3 separate regions of the Mus musculus genome follow, and regions 1 and 2 are each linked to region 3. The links are chromatin contacts, called in public Hi-C and HiCAR-type maps. All regions are on one chromosome and are shown on one strand. The core of a region is the stretch at or near the end of the contact, and the rest is flanking DNA. Distances in the headings are between cores, read along the strand shown. Region 1 overlaps Cacna1c (calcium channel, voltage-dependent, L type, alpha 1C subunit). Region 2 overlaps Cacna1c (calcium channel, voltage-dependent, L type, alpha 1C subunit). Region 3 overlaps Dcp1b (decapping mRNA 1B).

Region 1 (2,738 bases), core at 182-2,681, 480 kb after region 3:
TCACTGTAGAATGAACGGGAATGTCCAAGTAGAGTATTAGGCACAGGACTAGTATACAGTCAGCGCTCAGTAGCAGTGCTGACTGCAGTAACTACTTTGACTTTTAAAGATGAGTAGCTTGAGCCAAGACACGTCACTTTTCTGGCAGTCGGCAGACTTGGGCCTGAAGGCTTAGTTTGGATCCTGTTTTCTTATCACTGGCTGCTAGCTCTGCATTGAATAAGTCTGGTTGTCGCGTAGCCCGGAGCTCTAAACCAATATATGTATGGAACTTAAATTCCATTTTCTTCCCTCAGATGTTAGGGACCAAATCTTAGCATGTAGCAATACAATCTGGAGAATGCGAACCAGACTCTGAAGGCTCCGTTTTCATCCTTACAGCCATTGCTGTCCCTGTCTCCCACAAGTGTGGCCAACCTGCTGGTGTCGAGTCAGAGATGTTAAAGGAGCAGCTGCTGATGCTGGCGAAAGATCATTTTGAAATGACACCTTGGTCTCATTTAGATCAAGTAGTTACATAGATGTGCATAATCCAATGTTTTGATGCTTAATGGCTTTCAGAACATTTGATTGACATGGGACAGGAATATAACGACTCTTTAGCCTCTGAACCTGCAGTTCATTTGCTCTGTTCTGGGGCCTGCTAGCACCCGAGCATCCACAAAGTTGCAGCATGCTCCGGGCAGTTCCAGACACATTGATGGGCCCTTTGTCCAGCCAGCCAGATGTCTGTAAGCAGTTGTCCACCCCTTCTGGCTTTTGTCAAGGTCCCGTGACTCTGAATGCATTGCCTCTAACCTGTGCAGTGACAAACCAGGAAACAAGCTCCAGTGAGTTTAAGCCACACTGGTGATGGTTTAAAATTGGCATCTTGATTAATAAGGACAGCAGTGTAATTGTTAACCTCAAATATTCAGGGGGGAAATCCCACTCATTCATCAGCTAGACGTGAGTTAGACCAACCTTTCAGAAAAACGAGGAAGCCTTGGAGCCCATGAAAGCACTATCCCAAGGATGGCACAGTCTGTCTCCCCATACTGTGTCAGAGCCTGTGCTCTGCATAGCTCATGTTAGTTGATTCAGTGTTCATGACAGCTTCATGAGCTAGAAGCTACTCATGCTTCCATTTCACAGAAGGAAAGACTGAGGTTCAAATGAGGAAGCTGCATCCATTCTAATAGAAAAGTTTAAAGGATGGAGGGCTGGGCCAGAACATCATCCATCCACAGCCTCTTCTTGTCACTCCACAGTTGCAGGAGGAAGTGGGAAGGGGAGATCAGACACTACAAAAAGGAGAGGTGTTGCAGAGCAGTCTGCAAGCTTCCAGACACGGCCAGGGAATGGAAAGAGCTGGGAAATGCTGCCTGGCTGGCCCAGGAGGGCTCGTTGTTCAGTGGGAGAACTGGAAACTTGGCAGAGCTCAATGGGCCCAGAGAGCAGAGGCATTTCAACTGCAGCTGTGAAGTATTCTGTGACTGAAGGGTTAGGGTGTGAACCTGACATCCACCAATTAAAAATTACAGCTCAATGAAGTAATTCATCCTCACAAACTATGTCCTTTTGTCAGCAAGGCGAGGCTAAAGTGTGCCCACTGTGTTCAGAGCAGAGCAGGGATGGCATCCCATAGAGTTTCTATTGTAAATGTACAAACTTCCATATTTTGGTTACCTGAGGGTTCTGCATCCTTTATCTGCAACCCTCGCATATCCAGAAGGCCTTTGTTCTGACAAGGCCACCTAGAACATACTGTGTGAAGGACACACAGCTCTTGGACTCTTTTCACAAATCTTCCTTGTTATGTAGTGATCCCATATCTACGCTATGCAAGGCACAGGTCTGGCAGCAGTGTAGGTAACAATTGGATTGGAATTACTTTCTCCTCCAGAAATCCCAGCCTCCAGCCCATTAGAAGCCAAACAGTGACTGTGAGACTTTTGAAATTACATTTGAGTCTATGGGTGAGGGAGTGGAAGTATGGACTCTGAAATCTGGGCCTTTGGATGTGCCTGCACCTAGAATCTCTTAGCTGGGCATCCTTTTTCACATCAGGAGGCAGGCATGTCTTTTGCCTGTAAAAGCAGAGTCCCTGATGGGTGGGAAAGTTACAGCCTGGAAGTGTACCTGGACTATGATGTTAAAATAGAAGGTCCAGACTGAGGACTCCCCTACATGCCATGGTGGGAGCAGAGAGCTGACTACAGAGTTGATCCTCATCCTTCAGTGGTTGCACTCTGTCAAGTCACACCGGACAGTGCACCGGTGAATGCTGATCAACGGTGCAAAGTACAGAGTTAGACCCCTGCCAGTAAGTATCTAGTCGCATTTGGCAACCAGTTAAAACATAGCCCTAGAGCCCTATGTGTGTTTCTGCACACAAGTTATTTAGTAACTGTCACCCATTTGTTAACACGAGACTCGCAGCTACCAGTACTGTAACTCATGCCGGTGTGATCCCGATCTGACACACATTTTCTCCGTAAGCCCCAAAATACAACAACAACAAAATGCCAGTAAATAAACTGACCCTAAATAAAGACATTTGCTAAGTTATGAAAACTGACTTAAGGAGAGCCTCTCACCTTGTTTGACCTTAGCAGGAAGCATGGAACACATTTTTATTTTGCCATTACATGCGTATTCATACATGAGAGTGCCATGAATATTGATTTTGGGGTCTCAAACAAATCTTAGCAAACCCAGTAATAGCAGAGTTCTTATTTGTCTCTTCACTATTGATT
Region 2 (2,997 bases), core at 14-2,513, 370 kb after region 3:
GGGCTGGGACCCTCCTACATCAATCACTCATTATGAAAATGTCTCCCACCAACTTCCCTACAGCCTAATCTCATGGAGGCCTTCTTCTCAATTGAAGATCCTTTTTACCAGATGACCCTAGCTTGTGTCAAGTTGACAAGAGTCTAACCAGCCCAGTGAAGCTGTAATTAACAAGATTCCCCCGGCCTCACTGCCGGCCAGGGCTCAGTAGTGACTCCAGCTGCCTACACTGCAGAGAGTATTGTATTGGCACAGGCCACCAGATTAAGAGGAATGAAGACAAACAGGGCCCTTCTCACCTGGGAGGACCATAGATTAAACCAACCTTAAGTTGTTAGAGAAGGATGAGATAAACAAGCAAGCTAGAAGAGTGGAGAGTCAGACCAGGCAGGGAAGCAGAGTATCGGTCATTCCCTCACACCACCCGCCTCAGCACAGAGCTCTCCTCCAGTGGCTGTTTTAATAAACGTCACAGAAACTGCAAAGATTGCTCACGGAGAACCCACCGCCACAGCTGCCCCTTAGTCCCTGCTGTTACTTGGGGAAGAGGAGTCTGTGTGCCCACAGAAAGCATTCTACAGTAGAGAACACACCGGATCAGAAGGCCAGGGGACTTGGGGCAAGTCTGAGCTCCGTTTAGGAAAGCATTCCTTGTCAGGCTCACAAAGTCTCTATAAAGTCACGTGTATGATGCTCCCAGGAGATCTGTGCTTGGAGATGGACGGAGTGGGTAAGGCCTCTCAGATCTTGTAGCTCCCACCCACAGCACAATGCGGGGATATACAACATTCTCAACCAACAATAGGTGAGCGAGCAGTTGCTCGGTGGCTACTTCAGGGACAGGACGGAGTGAAGCAGATACACTGGGATGGCTGGGATACTGCTGGAGTTTCCTGTCACTTCTTAAAGGGGTCGCCTTGCCCTTCTGTGACAGGCAAAGAGGCACTGGCATTTTGTGTCACAATAGGGACCATTCGCGTCCCAGGAATCCTCTGCCCCGGGGAAGCCGTGGAAGGCTGAACTCTTCTATTCAGTGTTCTCTGAAGACTCTGGCACTGAGGTCTAACCAGGATACCTACCGTGGTCTTGGACTGATGGCTCAGCCTTTTATGGCTGGCTGGGTGTGTTCCTAGCTCACCTTTCTGTCCTCACTTGTGTCCACAAAGAGAGGACAGTACCCCCTAGGAGCAGAGTTGCCCAGGGCCTGTCTGCCTGCAGATGGATGGCAGTAATCACAGAGAGGGGGATCTGGCCTTTTCTGAAGGGCCACCTGCTGCTGCCATTGTCACATTCTGTGCTCTGCTGCCATCCTCTGCGGGGGTGGAGCTGCAGCTTGGCAGCCCTGGGCTAATAATTAGGGGTGGGGCAACTCCACAGCTGGTGAGATATTTGGGGAGGAGCCTGGAGGAGAAGGGAGGGCTGGGATCCAGCCAACAAAAGGAGAAATTAAATGGGCTGTCCTAGGAACCCATAGTTAGCATTTCAGCTCCGGAGCAGTAGCTGGAGGTTCCACAGAAAGCAAGACTTTCATGAGTGCTTTGTGCCCTCCCTCCCTGGGGTGCCTTCTGCTTCTCAGTTCTTCTTCTTCTTCTTCTTCTTCTTCTTCTTCTTCTTCTTCTTCTTCTTCTTCTTCTTCTTCTTCTTCTTCTTCTTCTTCTTCCCCTCCTCCTCCTCCTCCTCCTCCTCCTCCTCCCCTTCCTCCTCCTCCCCCTCCTTCTCTTTTTTTCTGGAAGTCTGGGATCAGTAACCTAAGCTACTGACAGAGGGCACCATACTGGCCAGGCTCAGGACCCAGGCTGGGCTTTTTTTTTTCAGACAGTGTTGCTGTTCCTATTTCATCTTAGTGTGCCACCCTTGTGGCTCACGGGCTCACAGGTGGCTCAGGAGTCTCTCCCAAAGAGAGATACTGTGTTTTATTCACTCACACTATCAGCATCCATCAAACTGTCATTTTGGTTACGGGGTGACAGCCAGGACATTTCAAAAAGCACACTGCTTTTCTCACTGCAGCCGTGGATGCTGGGCACAAAGGCAGTGTTATCTTTGCCCATGTAACTGACACTGTGGACTCAGAAGCACAGCGTGTACGCATTTATCCATGCAACTGACACTGCTCACTTAAAACCGTGGCCACCTCTGCCCCATTCTGCTGCTGGCTGAAATGAGGTTCATAGACAATTTATAATTGCCCCTAAGTCACACCAGTAGTGAGGACAAAGGTGGAAAGCCATCTGTGACTCCTAGAGTTCTTTCTAGCTCTGTGTGCCATCTGAAAGTGGCTTACAGGGTCTCCCCATGTTGCATGGGAGTGTCGCCATCTCTTACATGGGAAGGCAGGATGAGAAATAGTCCTAAGGTTCCCTAATCAAACAGGTGTAATAGATGAGTGGCCTGTGTAGATTCCAGTGGTTTCAATGGAGGGAATATGGAGATGCACATGGTCAAGGTGCATGGCTTTGCATAGGTAGTGTGCACTCGTGGGCTTGAGGACACATTCACACACATCTTAGTAGATCAAGGATGCTATTGCCCTTCCTTCTTCAGGCTTCTGTGCCTTCCAGATGTAAGTTTGACATAGCACAGCCACCCTGGTGGTGGTGGAACACCAGGCCTTAGGAGTAAGCTACCAAAATCAAGACCATAGGCCCTTCTATCGGGGTGGGTTGAATGCCTTGATGGATAGACAGACTCGGCAGCCTCTCTCTGGCCTCTTTAGTCTGCAGTCCTTAAAATCTCACACTTCTATCAGAATATCCCAGGGATGGAGGACTCCTTTCATAAACCTATCCGCAGGATGCTGGTCCCGCTCCAGTGGTCCAGCCTAACACATTTAGGCCAATGCATGAGTTTAAGGGCCCTCCAGGGGATGGGCTGATGGAGCACCTGTCCTCTATGGTCTTTAGGGACTTGTTGTCTATGGGGAGTTTAAAAGTAATAATAAAACCAATAAAAGTGTGGGTCTTCTTTTTTTTTAAGTTGTCATTGCATCCTGCAAGT
Region 3 (2,745 bases), core at 177-2,676:
TGGGGATGCAAGGCAGTCGGTCGGTCTGCTGTCTCCCCTTGAATTTTGCTTCTTACCTCTCTGCACAGGACACAGAGGTGAGCTCTACAGAGCTTGGAGAATCTTCAACCTTCTGCCCCAGAATAGCCACTACCTCTTCTCATGGGCATTTTCTAACTGTGGCTGTCTGAAAGCCAACTTGAACTGAGAAACGGAGCGTTGCTTCAAGCCGGGGCCGCTGCTGACACTTAGAACGAAAGCTGGCTAGAAATGTCTTCAGAAAGATTCTTCCTCCAAAGGCTCAGATCAAACATGCCAAATGGAGCTTTACAAATAAAAGGCTGACTTTGGTAAAGTCCTCATTGCTTCCGAAAACACGGAACCCTTAGTAGGCAACTTGTGGGGTAATATTGCCCCCTGGTGGTTATCAAGCACCATGGCACACAGAGCCCAACCCTGAGAAACTGCCTTCTCTACCCTGAGCGATTCTATTAATAAATAGCTCTGAGAACCTCCCTTCGCATGAAAAACTCTACTCTTCCTCAAATGGCCTCATAAATGGAGGAAAAATCGAACCTTACATGACCTGGCCAGAACCATCTAACTGCTCAACTTGTAGTACCAAGTAAAGGGGAGAGTGTGATTTTTTTAAAAAAAAAAACAAGGAACAAAACCCCCAGACATCAGACAGTATAAAACATTTTACTCTGTATCACTATACTTTGTTAAAAAGGCATAAGTGTGTTTGGTCACACCAGTTCACATGAAGAACCTGGAAGATCAATTCTTAGTCTTTGCTCTCATGTAGCTGGTTACGTGGTTCTCATGGCTGCTTGTGTCACGCTGAAGAGATAGGCTTCATAGATTATGCTTAAGAAGTTGTCATCATTCTGGAAAACAAAGCCAACAGGTCCAGGGACCATTACTCAAGTAGCAAAAGCCAAGACTTCCTGCCTGCCTGGAGCTGAGCTGGCCTTACCCACCTCGGCTGTTTGTGCTGACAGCCAGCAGGCAGGTTGGCCTGTGTGTGGATGTGAAGGGGCTGGAGGCGAGGCTGGGCAGAGCTGCCCGATTTCACTGTCCACATGTGAAGACCATGTGCTCAGAACACCCAGCACAGCCAGGAGGAACGAGCCACACGAAGTGTCTCGGCCATTGGGTAGGAGCTGGCGAGTTGGAATGGTCCTTCCTAAACACCCTCCAGGCTGCCGGGAATGTCTGTGTGTCAGCCTTTCAGGCATTCACTGGGTTTTACCCACAGCGTGGCTCACTGGTAATTTACCAAAGCCAGCAGGGTTTCTTCCCATGGCCTGCGGGAAGCCTCCGGCCTTGGCAAATGAACAGCAGTAGCTAGGGAGTCTCTGCGCTCTTCTGTCTAGGTAAGGAGGGAAGGGAAGGCTGGGTCTAAGCAGTGCTGTTCTTGATGAATGCTAGAGGCTTTCCCCTCCCACTCAAAGGCAATGAGGCTTCTGCAGTCACCTACGTTTCACCCTCTCTGACGTACTCCTTCTCCACACCACAGTCAGTGACGTGCTCAAAGGACGAATAAAGAGATTATTTCTGCCTTTCCTACAAAGATGCCCTGAGTCACTTTTAGTAGTGTATCAGGGATACCAAATTGGCACCATGGAGAAGTGTGAAACACACACAGAGACCAGAGGCCACAGGACTGAATGGCTAAGTCAAAACACACAGCCCTGGGTTATGCGACCAGAGGGGAGTGAGCCAAGAAAAGCAACAATCCCTAAAATCTAAGCTTAGGCTTACATTTCTTTACTGTTCTGATAAAGAAATTTGTAGGCATTTGTTCTAAATTCTCATGAACTTACCATGTTAGGCTATCTGTAAGAGTTTCTGTCTTAGTGCATACGTAAGCTTAGTGACATAATTAAACAGGGAGGCTCAATCACAGCGGACTGCGTTCTCCTTCCAAACAGATGCTCATTTCCAGTCCCATCCTTTTTGTTCTTTCTAAAACATGTTATCTTAGAAATGTTTTCAGTAATAGGGATTAAACAGCAACTGGAGAACCAGACACACAAAGGCTGGCCTGTTCTCCTGCAGCAGTCTGATGCTTACACAGAGCCTGCAGACACCTTCAGGACGGCCTACCGGGATTCCTAAACACATTAGTTGAGGTGCCTGCTTCTCTGTGGCTTTGAGCACTACCCTTACCAAGGCCTATCATTCACTCAGGAGAATGCTCCACTATACAATGGAACATTAATTTACAAAGGCCATACGAGGGGAGATGGGAGCACAGCAGCCAGGCTCAGTGTCACACCAGACCAAACACAAGCCTCAGTTTCCTTGTCTGTGGAATCAAACAAGAGGGTCTTAACTGTTAATTTTACAGATTTATTTTGTGTGAATGTGTATGTATTTGTGTGAGAAGACCACACTTAGGAATCTCTTCTCCCATTATGGGGATCATCAGGCTTGGTGGCAAGCACCTTTACCTGATCTCGTTAGCCCATATAAGAGGCTTTCCTGTAAGCATTAAAGTTAAAGTAGTACACAGCACAGTTCGCTGTGAGTTACCACACAGAGCAGCAGAGACACTCAAGGCAGGGGCTGACAAGGCATCTTATCATTCCACCCTGTTCTCAGCAGCAGGTTTCAAAACCGTAGCAGCTTGCCCTACATGACTCTACGACTATTCCCAAGAGTGAGCTCCTAGGGTGCCCTAGCTGGCCGATCCTTCATCACATGGTCCCTTTCTTTCTGGCTGCTGGCACCTAGGAGGCCTTACTCATTCCTCCAAGT

The links. Hi-C and Micro-C count contacts between places; a contact is called where the count stands out from the background. HiCAR-type assays count read pairs that join an accessible place to other places.
Region 1: a contact with region 3 is called in a HiCAR-type map of astrocytes, with 2.0 times the contacts expected there. The contact joins two enhancer-like sites. A contact is called at or near these places in 1 of 115 datasets of contacts at active chromatin or transcription factors (astrocytes) and 1 of 9 other capture datasets (embryonic stem cells).
Region 2: a contact with region 3 is called in a Hi-C map of the N1E-115 cell line, with 4 times the contacts expected there. The contact joins two enhancer-like sites. A contact is called at or near these places in 2 of 484 Hi-C or Micro-C datasets (the HL-1 cell line and the N1E-115 cell line).

Annotation. Positions count from the first base shown.
Region 1 is chr6:118,737,539-118,740,276 of GRCm38.p6, reverse strand. All of the region lies in intron 8 of Cacna1c (calcium channel, voltage-dependent, L type, alpha 1C subunit), which reads left to right. Among named protein-coding and RNA genes, the nearest start is that of 1700080F18Rik, 100 kb to the left of the region's middle. Within about 2 kb of position 1,431, at least 8 of the 459 cell types and tissues checked have an H3K27ac peak or open chromatin away from gene starts, as enhancers often do. A contact at or near this core is called in astrocytes, where this site is marked.
Region 2 is chr6:118,844,362-118,847,358 of GRCm38.p6, reverse strand. The region is part of intron 3 of Cacna1c (calcium channel, voltage-dependent, L type, alpha 1C subunit); the gene reads left to right. It overlaps 1700080F18Rik (a long non-coding RNA gene), which reads right to left. Exons shown (of 2, transcript XR_003956354.1): 1 at 1,080-2,997. Among named protein-coding and RNA genes, the nearest start is that of 1700080F18Rik, 5.3 kb to the right of the region's middle. Within about 2 kb of position 1,263, at least 34 of the 459 cell types and tissues checked have an H3K27ac peak or open chromatin away from gene starts, as enhancers often do. A contact at or near this core is called in the N1E-115 cell line, where this site is marked.
Region 3 is chr6:119,218,127-119,220,871 of GRCm38.p6, reverse strand. It overlaps Dcp1b (decapping mRNA 1B), which reads right to left. Exons shown (of 9, transcript NM_001033379.3): 9 at 1-869. The coding sequence ends at 792. Among named protein-coding and RNA genes, the nearest start is that of Cacna2d4, 17 kb to the left of the region's middle. Within about 2 kb of position 1,426, at least 26 of the 459 cell types and tissues checked have an H3K27ac peak or open chromatin away from gene starts, as enhancers often do. A contact at or near this core is called in the N1E-115 cell line and astrocytes, where this site is marked.